2 separate regions of the Zea mays genome follow, and region 1 is linked to region 2. The links are chromatin contacts, called in public Hi-C maps. All regions are on one chromosome and are shown on one strand. The core of a region is the stretch at or near the end of the contact, and the rest is flanking DNA. Distances in the headings are between cores, read along the strand shown. Region 1 holds the start of LOC100277911. Region 2 holds the start of LOC100193435.

What was found. Hi-C and Micro-C count contacts between places; a contact is called where the count stands out from the background.
Region 1: a Hi-C map of leaf shows a contact between it and region 2, with 2.6 times the contacts expected there. The contact joins the promoter of LOC100277911 here to the promoter of LOC100193435 in region 2. A contact is called at or near these places in 3 of 25 Hi-C or Micro-C datasets (bundle sheath, leaf and tassel) and 1 of 3 datasets of contacts at active chromatin or transcription factors (leaf).

What each region holds. Positions count from the first base shown.
Region 1 is chr6:140,782,453-140,785,152 of Zm-B73-REFERENCE-NAM-5.0, reverse strand. It overlaps LOC100277911, which reads left to right and starts at 1,400. Exons shown (of 1, transcript NM_001151355.2): 1 at 1,400-2,316. The coding sequence starts at 1,489. The coding sequence ends at 1,749.
Region 2 is chr6:140,531,534-140,534,233 of Zm-B73-REFERENCE-NAM-5.0, reverse strand. LOC100193435 reads right to left here and starts at 1,252. Exons shown (of 5, transcript NM_001138555.1): 1 at 979-1,252; 2 at 575-884. The coding sequence starts at 1,199.

The sequences.
Region 1 (2,700 bases), core at 151-2,650, 250 kb before region 2:
CTTTGCTCTAGTTCGGGTTTAATTCAAGTTAGCACATAGTAAAAGCTCTTGCTTGAGTTTGAGCTCTCTCGCTTGGCTTAGGACTAGACATCACAAGGGGCAGCTAGGGCTCTCTTCACTAGCTAGATCAAACATCATATGAGCATCTAATTTGTACCCATACCCACACTTGCATTGAAACATTAACCTACAAAAAATGTAGGGTATTATGCCCAGGCGGCCCAAACCTCTCTATATTGTGTGTCTTAAATGCATGTCGACATCCTGATCCAACTATCCCATTCCTACACCCTTCTCTCATTGATTTTCTCTATATAGTGACATTTGGCGCACACGAGGTAGGCGTCTAGTGCGCTTTGTATTACTGCATCGACATGGCTTCACCGACACATCAAGTCGATGGAGTGGTGGCTTTGACATCGGATTCACCAATTCTGACTATGCGTTATGTCCAAGGTGGGGCAACAACCTTGCTTGGTCTATCCCACTGCTACCTTAGGTAAGGCCATATTATTAGGATGACTCTCTTCTTATAGTGTTGCCCATACAACCCCTCAGTCGGTCTAGTTCGGTGACCCCTTAGTGGGGCCATAAGGTATTACTGCCACTAGCCTTCTCCTATTTTTGATCCTACTAACCTGGATAACACCTAGGGATTCTCATGGTAGACACATTCATGAGCACTGAGAGACCACTTTCCTTTGGCACATGCCTCAAAGCTTGGTGGTCTATCAAAGAACTGGACACAATGACAGGCACAATAACAACTCAACTTTGGGGTTATAGTACTCATTGCTTCTCTTGATGTTGTAGAGGTCGTCCTCCTCACTCCCTTGGCACTTGATGTCGAGGAGGTACTTACAAAGTAGTGGTGGAAATATGTCGCCAAGTTTATATTCATGGTCTGAGTTGACTCTAGGTCTTCTCAAGCCATTTGATCTAATTCCATGAAACCTACAACCGGACATAACATGACATTAATGTGCTCTCATGCACCATCACGGAATGATAGGGCCTAGTTCCTAAGACCGTGTCCTAGGCTCCAGAGCCATGGTGCAAGCCTCCACACCCATATCGTTAAGACCTATGGGTTGCTGTAATAAACCTTTTTCTTCACATGTTGAGCTTGTACTTCTTCTGCCTTTGGCTAGCAACGTCAAACAACTAATCCAGAACAAGCATTTGGTAATCCAAGCATAGTGATACACCTAGAGCTCCTATCTCTTTTTCTCTAGGAGTACGTACTTTGATTTGGTGACCAAATAAAATAGGATTAATTATATACATGTCATTTAACTTTTACAAAATTAAATCCCCATACAATCAATCATGTTCACCTCCCTCACTACTGCTTTCTCCGTCTATAAATAAAGCCCTCCCACAACCCGATCCCCCAAACAAGGAGCGCTACATCCAGGCCAGCAGTTTCCATTTGCAATCCGACCCCATCTTCATCCCGTTGTCGCAGCAGCAGCCATCCAAGCAGCGATGGACGGCGGCAAGAAGAGCCGGAACCCGCACAAGGCCTCCGCGGACTACCGCAGCGACCGCAAGTCAGCCTCCGGGATGAGCGGCGACCCCAAGAAGGGCGGCCGCGGCGGCAAGTTCACCTGGGAGGGCGCCGACGACTACGGCTACGGCTACGCCGACGAGGACCTCGGCCTCATCTCCAAGAAAGGCAACATCAACAGCGGACGCGCTAGCCAGGTCCAGGGAGGCGCCGCCGCTAAGAAGGACGACGACGAGTAGGCCTCGCCGCCTCGGCTCGCCCGCCCGGTCCCGTCGATCGCCAGCAAGAACCAACAAGCCCTTCTGTCTGTTTAATTCCAGTATCAGTTCGATTCTCATGTTGAATAATCATGATCATGTGGGTTTAGGTGTCGTGCTCACGAGTATGTAGTGTAGCTCCTGCTAGCACAGAGCACAGCACAGAGCCACTGGGCGATCGACGGGCCGTGCATGGCCTGTAGATACCATCTCATATGTTCACCACTGCTACTTTGCTCATGTTGGGGGCCTCTCCTGAACTGGGTTCCTGGATGAACTGATTTTCTATTAGTTTCCGGAATCGATGCTCCAGTTGCGACCCCTGCTCTTACTCGCTTCAGACCCAGCTCTGGACTGTGAAACCGACGACAAACGTCTCTCCAGTTTCAGATGAGATGCAATTATGAAGCAAAACTAGTAGTACTTCGCAGATCCGTAAAATTGAAGCACACAGAAAGGGAGGATTGCGATGTTTTTGTTTTTTCTTTGTTTCCAAGAGATTGCAAAGTTTATCTTTGCAGGCGATAACGATGACTCAGCAACTTACCCATCAGTCTCTTTCTTGATGACAACTCTATTGTCAGTTGTCACACATGCCATGCCTACATGTCCGTTCGTTCCAAGTATGCAGACATTTCGCTGCAGCAGTATTGATCATGGAGCAAGCAACCCATGCATATACTGAATTATCCTGACAGAACGGAGTCTGCACTCTGCTTTAAACTTTCTCGCCGCTCCATTACTCTGAGCAGTAGAGTAAAAGCATGCCGTTCTCTGTATTTAGTCATTCACAGTTGCAGAGTCACTCTCGCGATCGTTGTCCACCACTAGGGTAAGAAAGCCATTCGTCATCACTGTCTCTTTTTCTTTTTGACAAGGGCGATGGATCTCAATTGAACTCTATCTAAAGCTGATTTGTCCTCATTCAGCCTC
Region 2 (2,700 bases), core at 3-2,502:
GACGACACAAGGACGACCCAGACGAGACAACGCCCAGAAGACCCACGAATAGGAGGAGGATCTGAAGGTTGGAGCCCCATCGCCAAGCCAAAACTTAACTAGGACTCCACCTTGTAACTACCTCCACCACGAACAAGAGACTTTGAAGACTCTCCTTCCTTTCCTGCCTTGCTTGTAACCCCTACTACCAATTTTGATCATCAATGGTACCGGTAGCACAAGCCACTCATGACTAGATGTAGAGACGTTTTGCTCGAACCAGTATAAATCCTACGTCTATCGTACACACCGTCTGGAGCACAGAAATAAATTTAATTATCGGAGCAGAACGATATTCGAAACACCGACACCACGTGAGAGCCAACCGAGCAATATGTTGTAAATCATAGATTGACAATATTTTAAAATAGAGAATAAAAAGTGTAACTAGCTACAATGTTTAAAGATGGAGAATGAAAAGTGGAGATTGTTTATAATTGCACAAAATATATGGTTGCGCGTAATATATTCCAGATCATATCATAGTATTGCACAGTAATAATACTAGCACTCGGCGTGTGTTGTGTGATCTTACAGAGTAGTACGGCGCCGGCGAGACGACGGGTACGGGCTGGTCCCGGCGCGCCGGCGAACTGAGCGCGTACATGGCGGCCTGGTAGAGCTGGGTGGCGCCGGTGCCGACCACGAGGTGGTAGCCGTCGACGACGGCGTTTCCAACGATGCGGTGGAGTCGGCGCACCTCGCGCTCCAGCTCCGGCTCGAGGAACCAGCAGAGCACGGCGTCGTCGTCGGAGAAGTAGCTCATCCCCTGGCACCCGCGGATCACGGTGGCGCCGCAGTCCCCAACCTCCCGCCAGAACGCCCGGTACATCGTCGGGTCGCCGCTGCATGCAGCGCAAGCCAAGCTTCAGTTCAGCTCTGTGCGAGATGCAGTTACCTTGCGCCCGCGACGCGGGACGTGAACGGGCGGACACGCACAGCTCGAGGTTGAGGACGGCGTCCGGCGCGAGCGCCTCTTCATCCCCGCACTCCTCCACCGGCTGCGACGCGACGCCGCCAGCGCCCAACCTCGCCGCACACCCGCGCCGCAGCCGCTCGTCGTCTTGGCTGAGGAGGAAGAGCACGGCGCCTGCGACGTTGCACGCCAGCGTCGCGCACGCTGCGAGCCCGGCCAGCGCCCCCGCTCCCGCCCCGGCCATCGGCGCCTCCGCCCTCGCAACGGGTGCCTTGGAAGGGAAAACGAGTACACGACACTGACGACGACGTACGGCTGGCGAACAAGAGCCAAGAGGAGGAGGCGTCCCGCGGATTTAAAGCCGCCACGGCTGGCGTCAACGACATGTTGGCCGCGCATCGCATGCGGCCGGGCCGGTGACGTGCGCATGCGGCGCGCTGCCGCCGGTTGATGACGACGAGAGACGCGAGGAGGTTTCTTTCGGGCAGCTAACTTTGGATAGGTCGATGGTGCACAAGCACAAGGCCGGGCATGGCTCGTGCTCAGCGGGGGGCTCGTGTTGTGTAGTCCTGGAGGCTGGAGCTGACGAAGTGACGATGACAAAGCTATCCAAATCCAAGAACCACCGCTTTTGACATGGCACAAGAAGAGCCAAAGTCTAAAACCTATCTTTCTAATCAAAATTATGTATTTTAGAAATAATGATATTTAATTGCATTTATTGGCAGTTTTACTCGGCGATACGCCGATACTCCTCGGCTTGCACGAGGGTGGGCCGTGGAGAGCACGTACGGAGTGTGACTAAAAAGCTGGCTTGCTTGCGCACCGCCCTTTTGAGTTTTAGTGGAGCGAGACGTAAAGGCTCCACGCGATGTTGCAACCGTCGGAGCCATAGACACGCACAACGCTACGGCAGAGAAGCCGCTCGCGTATCGAGATGGGTGTATACGTGCGCACGTACTCCAACAAAATTACGGTGAGAAGAATCAATGAAGTGATAACATAAATTGTTAAAAACAGCACCCAAAAATGCAAAGATAAATTAAACAAATTACTTAATTTTAAAACCCTACAATATAATTTGAATAGAAAATTTTCAAAACATAATTTAGAATGTATTTGGTTCTGCTTTTAAAACATGTTTCCACTTCGAAAAAGTAGAAGCTAAATCAAAGCGGTTCAGATTTTGCGCAGCTACTTTAAAAAACAACTTTTCTATAATACAAATTTGAAAGCAGTTTAGACCCTGCTTTTGCTGCTTATCAAAGTTTGTTATATTAATAAACTGACACAATCAATTAAAAGTAAAATTACATTAAAATAATTAAGTGTTATAATAAATGAAATAAAAATATTTTTAATAAAAATATTACAAATAGAATTATAAAATTATTTATTTGTAAAAAATATTAGGAACATAAATGTGAAATCACTTTTTTAATTAATATATTGATTAAGAGATATATGTAAACATAGTACATATAAACAATATATAATTTGTTTAGATTGGACAACTCAGCAGTTGGAACCAAACGATTTTCAGCTTTTTTCTCACAGTAGATAGCTCACAATAGCTTTTTCATAGCTCATAGCTAAACTAAACACACTCTTAAAATATTTGCACACTAAATATTCAAATGGCGTGTTATGAATTTTGGAATAACATTGTTGTGGTTTCTGAAACCGGGGGACAATAAGATTTGTGTTCGGTGGAGGACGCTAGTGTGGACTCACTCCGAATGGTC